Linked DNA regions of Anas platyrhynchos: region 1 is linked to region 2. The links are chromatin contacts, called in public Hi-C maps. All regions are on one chromosome and are shown on one strand. The core of a region is the stretch at or near the end of the contact, and the rest is flanking DNA. Distances in the headings are between cores, read along the strand shown.

The links. A called contact is a pair of places that touch in the nucleus more often than the background predicts.
Region 1: a Hi-C map of F5 follicle shows a contact between it and region 2, with 2.9 times the contacts expected there. The contact joins the promoter of MTHFD1L here to the promoter of PLEKHG1 in region 2. A contact is called at or near these places in 5 of 8 Hi-C or Micro-C datasets (F5 follicle, liver, skeletal muscle and 1 more).

Annotation. Positions count from the first base shown.
Region 1 is chr3:53,779,630-53,783,681 of IASCAAS_PekinDuck_T2T, forward strand. It overlaps MTHFD1L (methylenetetrahydrofolate dehydrogenase (NADP+ dependent) 1 like), which reads left to right and starts at 1,458. Exons shown (of 28, transcript XM_072035909.1): 1 at 1,458-1,617; 2 at 2,558-2,642. The coding sequence starts at 1,517. It overlaps PLEKHG1 (pleckstrin homology and RhoGEF domain containing G1), which reads left to right. Exons shown (of 20, transcript XM_072035907.1): 20 at 1-1,346.
Region 2 is chr3:53,580,099-53,584,102 of IASCAAS_PekinDuck_T2T, forward strand. It overlaps PLEKHG1 (pleckstrin homology and RhoGEF domain containing G1), which reads left to right and starts at 2,129. Exons shown (of 20, transcript XM_072035907.1): 1 at 2,129-2,150.

The sequences.
Region 1 (4,052 bases), core at 208-2,707, 200 kb after region 2:
CTCTTTTATGTGAATCGGTCAGCATGACACCATCCTTGTGTGGAGGATGTTCTGGGCAGTAGAAGCTCTGTTGCTTGTGGACACGACTAGACAGATCCCTGGCTTTGTAAGTCCAGCGTTTGCAGTGTTTGTGACATGCAGGCAAAATCCGAGTAGCTTGTAGCTCAGAGCCTAGCACTTGAAAGCCGCTGTGTGTGGATTTCCCAAGCGTCATTTACATGCAGTGGCCTGCAGGTTGTTTGGTCAGGTCCCAAAATCAGTAACCCTGAGAGAGAACGGGACTTGGCTGGATGCTGGGGTGAACCATTCATTCACGCGGCGTGTTTGAGCCACAGGGTGTTTCAGCAATACTGCTGGGTGAGTTACAAGCTGTCTTCCCCAGGGGAGGCATCTCCATCGTAGGAAGCAATCCAAGCAATCCTTCCTGGCAGAGCGGGGTGAAAGAGGCATTTTCTAAATCAGCCAGCACTGAATCTCATTCAATTCATGTACAAGTAGCTTAAAAATGAGAATACATTCCATTCTTTCGCAAATGATGTGCAGAGTAAATGCTCCCATTTATAGGAACAGACTTTCCGGTATGATGCACGTTTACTCCCTTTTGTCATCTTCGTTGCACAGCTTTGGATTCTGTTACTTGAAAACATTGTACCGATAGGAAAGCCTAAATATGTCTGCACTGACCATCTGAGTGACTGTTGTTGTTTTTTGGTGCTGAAGTTCTCCAGATTACGCAGATAAAGCCAGTACTGAGTTAAACATACCATTAAATAACGGAGTGGAAGTACTACTTTCACTACCCACGCATCGCTCCCCTCAGTCGCCGAGCACTGCGCTTCCAGAACCGCTGCCTATTTCCACCACTGGTTACGACGAGGAAAAAATGAGGTGATCAACGTACAGCTAATTACTTGCAGGTTGCGATTTAAGGACTGGAACTTGTTAGAACGGAGTTTAAATTATTTACCAGACGTGTCTTGCATCGGCTAGGAGGTGTTAGGGCGAGGGCTGGCTGGTCGGGGTGCTTACCAACATGTGCCAGGCCTGCTGGCTGAGGAATGATGTACATAGTTACGCCGCTGAGATGTAGTGGAGCCCGTATTTATTTAATATAGCTTGTAAAGTATTGTAAATACGAACAGGAGTTAAATCTCTGCTTGACACCCCCTCACCCCGCGCGCTCTAGATCCGTTGAAACCGCACCTCAACGCCATCGGTGGAGCTGGAACAAAAGAGAGGAGAAAAAAAAAATAATAATTATTAAAGAAAAGGGAGTTGTACCAGCGCGTAGCGTGTCTCCCAGGGACCATTTCATATATTTTTAATAAACGTCGAGTACTCCAAAACGCCGCGGCTCTCTTCTTTCCGGGGCAGGGGGGGGCGGAAGCAAAGGGGGCTCCGCCGGGGCGGGGAGCGGGGCAGGGGGGGAAGGCGGTGCTCGGATGAGCACCGCCTTCCCCCCCTGCCCCGCTCCCCGCCCCGGCTTCGCCGCCGTTCAGCCCGGTGGAGTCTGAGGATGAGGCTGGGGCTGCGGCTCCCGGCGCTGCGGAGCCGCCTCCTGCCGCCGGCGCTGCCCGGGGCCCCGCGGCGGGGGCTGAGCGTGCCGCGGGCGGCGCGGTGAGCGGGGGGCGGCGCTGCCGGCTGATGCAACCGGGGGGTGGGGGGGGGGAAAGAAGGGGGCCGAAAGCGGGGATGGGGTTGGGGGTGGTGGGGATGGGGATGGGGGGCTCTGCCTGCGGGGGTACGGCTCCGGGGGGGGCTGGGGGTGGCCCGCGGAGAGAGCTTGCGAGAGACCTTGCGAGCCCTCCCCGGCCATGTGGCCACCAAACCCCATCCGGGACGCGGTGCTGGGTTCTGCGAAGGGGATGTCCGGCCCTAAAATGCTTCTCTAGGCTGTATTTTGCTTGCTGGGGGGGGATAAATGGGAGCGGGGGTCTCCCGCTCGCCGCAGCATCCCCCCTCCGTACGTGCCTAAGGTAGCGGAGCCGCCAGGAATTCCCCCATAACATTTTCCAGCGGGGCTGCCCGGTGCCTGGCCGCTGCTTCTGCCGCTTTTTCCAAGAAAACAGAGCGGCAAACAGAGCTCCTCTGTCTCCCTGCCGCCCGCAGCTCTGAACGGCATCCAGAAAGCGGCAGTTTTATTGCTGGGGATGCCAGGGGAGCTGTAGCAGCCCGAGGTGGAAGGGAGCTGCAGTGCTTCCTTCTCGGGCTGCAGACCCGCCTGGCCCCGGGGTGGTGGCTCGGTGGCATCTCCCTGCCGTGGGGCCAGGCAAGCCTCCTCACGAAGCGGTGACACAGCACGGCTATAAAGGTTGGGGCATGTTGGAGCACTGATGCTGTAAAACAAAGGCATCCCGAGCTGGTCAGGTTTTCTCTACCTGGCTGCTAAACGCCGCCCTTCGCAGCATACGAGGCATTTTGGTAATTAAAAATGTGTGTGCCTAAGCGTTTATTCTCTATTGCTAGCTAACGTGGGTTTCAGCTGACTCATGGGAGGTCAGTTTCTTGTTTGTTTGCTTTCTGCTAAAAATCTGCCTGTGCTGTTATTTTGTTGCAGCAAGATTGCTGAGAATGCAAGAAAATCCTTGGCCTCTCTTAAGAGAGAAAACCCTCGGCTTGAGCCAACGCTTGCCATCATCCAGGTAAAACATGAGAGATCGCATTTAGTGTCGTTTCTTGTTTGAGACTTCAGGAGCAAATGATGGAGAAAGCAACTCTTTCAAGCAAAATGATAGGAGCCAGTCACCCCATCTGCTTGAAGGTTGAGGGAGGACTCTCAGAGTTTTGGGGCTCATAATTCATTCACCAGGCCTAAAACAGGCCCAGCAAGCCTCAGGTGGCAGTGAAGTGGTTGTTAGGGAGAAGGAGATTGTTTTATTCCTCCTTTTGCTAAAACCTTCCCTATAGCAAGTGCAGATTGCCTTTTCTCGGATTGTTTAAGTCAATTCATGTAACGGAGTTAAAGCTGTTTTTCTCGGCCTTTATTTAGCTTGAAGCTTTTGTTGCAGTCCTGCATAACATGTTGATGGGCCTGAAAAACTGGGCCTTTCTTTGCTGTCCTCCCCCAAAATAACTCTGCCAGGGCAGAGGAAAAAACAGCTTCTTCCTGCCAGCCTGGTTACCTCTGGGCAGCTCTGATGTGTGACTGCATTATACTGTCCTGGGGAAAGAGCCACCCTGAGAAGTCCCAGGCACCTTAAAAGGGCCTTTATGCAATACACGCCCTAAAATACTGCTAGCTTTCAAAAGGAGCAGCACTTCCTAAGGTGGAGCACTTTCTTACTAATTGAGAGCTGGTGTGTTGGTAGCCTCTGAAGAGCTTCATACCCAGGTGGAACTGTTGGCTTTGAAATAGGCAAACAAACTCCTGAGTGAGGGTTGCTTTTCCTGCAGAGCTGAAACATGTTCCCCTTCAGATTTCTGAAGATGTAGGGGCCCAGAAGCTGGGCTGTTGGCCATTCAGAGCAGGACCCAGACCTGCACCGGCAGAAACATCCTTGTCCTGTTTCCTAGGGTGGTCTTGGCGGCTCTGACGCAGCGCATGCTGAATCTTTGACTTAGTGGGTTTCGGTTTTAAAACCTAACTATAAATATTTTGAAACAGTAACAATGAATCTAAGAGATGATGCACCAGCTTTATTTCAGTAGGTCATCTAGAGAGGCCGAGTGAGCAGGCTTTCTCCCATCTCTTACCTTCCAGGTAACAGTGGTTACTCTTCAGACAGCCCTCTGTACGGCTGTGAGTTTTAAGGGCTGACAAAAAAAAAAGTGGTCACCTGTTGTCAGGGGCATTGTGTGAGGAAGGGAGAGGTTCTGGCTCATTTATAGTATGATTTAGGACGTGTTTAACATCAGTGTTTTGGTTTGGATCACGTTTGTGCTTTAAGCAAATGTCCCTCTGGTATCCCCATGTACCCCACCTGATCTGCATTATGAGAGGGCTGCAGAACATGTGGCTTGATCCCTCTGCATGAAATTCACCCAGCTGATACTTTTCAGCTGTGTGTCACGCTAGCTCTAGCCTGGTAGTGAGGGCTGAAGCAGAATTCCTT
Region 2 (4,004 bases), core at 879-3,378:
GGGAAGAAGACTACGAGCCTTCAGCAGGAGTGACCCCCAGAAGGACCACCGGGGACTGATGCATCAGTGGGAGGGTTTGGAATCTGGGAACTAATTATAATAACCCTGCCTTTTCTAGAAGTAGTAATGAACATGTATTAGCCTAGGAACATAAAAAGTAGCTGCCTGACGTAATGTGTGCGCATGTTGGAGGAGCCCAGACTCCCTGCACACCCAGTGCTCTTTACACAAATGAAATAAGAAGAAATTTTGCCTTTCAATGCAGAATGTTATTAATTAAATTTAAAATTGAAGTTACCATTTAAATTGTTTTTAGACTTAACTAAGGATTTTTCATTCATTTGGATGAGCAAACTGTTTTTTCTGGAAGAAAACATCTTGAGGGAATCAGGTGAGATTTAATTTTTACATTCACGGATTAACAGGATTAACAAAACAGGATGGAATTTTAGTATTTATTCTCATAATACCTTATGGCCAGATCTCTGAAAGGCTCTGGATTTGGTCTACCTGCTTCTTTTATAAAACGACGTGAACAGAACTTAGAGGAGAACAGAGTCCTTTAGAAAACTTAGCTGAAAATACTGGTTTTCTAGCATCACAGAATAACTGAGGTTGAAAGGGACTTCTGGAGTTCATCCTATTCAAACCTCTGCTCGAAGCAGGCCTATGCTCAAGGTCTTGTCTAGTCAAATCCTGACCATCTCTAAGGATGGAGAGTCCATAGCTTCTCTGGGCAACCTGTAGGTATTTTGAGCAATCAAGTCTCCTCTGAGCCTTGTGTTCTCCAGACAAAAAACACAGTCCTGGCCAGCTTTGTGGGCTTGCTGCATCATGTCACTATCTTTCTTGTACTGAACAGGCTAAAATCAGATGCAGTATGCCAGATATGGTCTCACAAGTGTCAAATAGAGAAAAAAAAGGATCACTTCCCTGGATCTGCATGCTCTGCTTTTACTAATGCAGCGCAGGATGCGACTGACCTTCTTTGCTGCAAGGGCATACTGCTGACACACATTCAGCTCTTTGTCCACCATGTACCCTGGGGTCCTTTTCTGAAGAGCTGCTCCACAGACAGCTGGCCCCAGCCTGTACTGTGACACTGGGCTCTTCTATCCCGGATGCAGGATGTGGAATTACTATTGATGAAATCCATGGGGATCCTATCAGCCTATTTGTGCAGACTATTTAGCTCCTTCTGAATAGCATCCCTGCTCTCCCAAACCTGTTAAGTGTGCACTCTGCCCTGTTATCTTTTGCCCTTGCTTTTTTTAGTTTATTATAACCCTAACCCCCCCCCCCAAAAAAAAAAAAAAAAAAAGAGCTTACAAGCTACGTAAGCAGCATTTTGTTGGGGCTGGGAGCATTCCTCTCTGGGAAAGGGTAAGGATGGAGCAAAGCATGGCTGGGGAGGGAGGACAGCTGTGCTCAGCAGCCCTTTGTCTTGAAGGTAGTGAGGGTGATGTTACAGCATTTGCAAGTTCAAGTGTAGGTCATTGGGCTTCCTTCTAGTTAGCTCGAGGAAGGAAGCACCAAGGAGGGTGGGAGCAACATCACCATGGAGCACCAGGTGCCTGTGTATGGCTTTCTATATCTGTGAGAGGACTGCTGGTAGCAGTGATAGTGGTCAGATGCTGAGTGGCTCAGGGATGCTCAGAAAGGCATCACAACTGTCTCACAAGAAGGAAACACCAGGGTGAGACAGGGAGAAGTGTTGTCCAAAACCAGACTGTGCCTGAGTCTCCCTTTGGTGAGAGGGCACTGTTGGCAGCCTTTCTGAGCTAAGTGATCTACCCACCCTGCTGGCTCAGCTTGCACTCTTGGGAGAGCGGATCTTTCTTCATTGAACTGTATGGACAAATCTGTATGCATTCAAGGACCCTGGTTGTCTGAGGCTTGCTGAATAAGTGGGCTTGAAATCAGGTGTCTGTGGTAGATGGTGGATTGTATCACAACCCAGGTGATTAAAGGAATGGGTATCACCTGTTTCTGGAGCTAGGAATCACAGAGAACTGCCTGTTTTATCTTGCTGCATGGATGGCCAAAGTGCCATTGGTTTCAGTTTGCCCTCAAGTACTGAGCTATAAGCTATTGCGCGTCAAAGGAGCAGCAGCATCCCTGCCCACTCAATTGTCATCTTTTCCTGCCAGGTGAGCCAGAACCCAACAGATAGCTGATCCTGCTAGAAAAGTTTTGTTTTGTTTAAATTAATCTCACTGATTCAGAGCATGAGCTCTGAGGATTCTGCTATGCTGGTATATGCCTATTTCTTCTGTAGCTTAGAATTCACCCATGTGATCAAGATTTTGACAAGCTAGTTGAGCTGTAGTAACCATATAAGTGGTTAGTGTAGTAACCATATAAGCTTTTAGCTTTTAAGGCTAAGTGGTATTATCTTGCACCTCATGGAGATGATTGTGCCCAAGAACAGCTGCTGGGTTTGAGCTGCTGCATGGGGTTGTATTAAGCCGGACCCCATCAGATGTGTATCTGAGCACTTCTTACCATGTGAATTTATGTCAATACAATAAAAGCAAAGCAAGTTTTGGGTGTAAGTAACTTGGTGCTGTGTATCCCAGATGAACAGAGGCATGCAAGCTGTAGCCTCAGACTGTGGTTTTGCTCATAGCCACAGCACTGCAGAGACCTTTAAGCAAGTACATAGGTGTGCAGTCAGCATCTGATTGATTTACTTCTCTTGTTGCTACATAGATCTCACAGACTCTTGAAAAATGAATCTTGAGGAAAGTGTTCAGTTCCCACTCCAAGGCAAGACCCCCAGGTCCTGAATGCTATGTACTGATAGAACAGCAGTAGTCCATTGCTCTGAGCAAAGCACTTGGAAGAAATAAAGCATAAAAGCTAATTCTGACAGCTGGGATATTTTTTTTTTTCCAGAAGGGCTCAGCCTTGGTTTCATGCAGCTGTTGCTGATCAGGCAGACCTCCATAGACATCATTAGGAAGAGATTGTCTGCTGTATTACTTTTGGAGATTTCTGCCCACCTGAGCTTACTTATCCGCTCAGCTTTTGCAGAACAGGCATTGCAATCATGACTCATAACTCTTAAGGCATTTCATTATTTCTTTGGCTAACATGACCTGTATAAGACATCCAAGGGAGCTGTAACCTGTTGAGTCTTTGCCTCATATGGATGGATCTCCCCTCTGTCTGTGGAGTGTAAGTGATAAGGAGAGCATTTAATGGTATGAAAGCTGGCCAATGTGTCCTTTCAAATCTAAGATTGGAGAGAGTCATTGGAGCTCAAATCAGGAATGGAACAAGTTACCAGCTAAAAATCACACCCTGTGGTGGTGTGGGTGGAATCACTATTAACCTTGGCTACAAAACTGGAGCTGCATTGAACTGCTGGTGGAAACACAGACAACAAAGGTAGTCCAAGACACAGGTAGCACACTCCAAGACGTGGGAAAACAACACTGATCAGCGAGATATGCGATGACCATAACCTTAAGCATCAGTTACCCAGTCTTTTGAGACATAGCAGCTGATGAGGAAGTGTTTGAGGCATTTTTTCAGAAGAGAGCTGTGAGTTATGTGGAGTTATTATAAGGCTGCCCTGAGCCCTCTCCTACCTGATGGTAAGATCTTGTCATGAAGATCATTAGTGACTTGGCTTGAAAGGGAGAGACTGGAGTCACAGTTTTTCCTAGAATGTGACTGTATTGGTGGAGTTGTCCAGAGGAACAGCTCTTGAAAATATCAAGTTCAAAGTATGTATATTGAGAGTAGGGTAGACAAAAGCACAGCTATGGAGAACCATAAAAGCCATAATACAGGCGGGATTTAAATCTGGAGCAGATCTGAGGATCTGCTTTAACAGTCCGACTTCTTTTCTGTTGGATCTGCAGTGGGGACAGTGTTCTGTAAATTACTTTCTGGATTTCAGTAAAACTTTTGTGTCATTGTTTTATTGTGTAAATGGTCCAAACATCACAAGGCTTTAAGTGTTTTCATACACACTCATTTAATTTGATCATGGG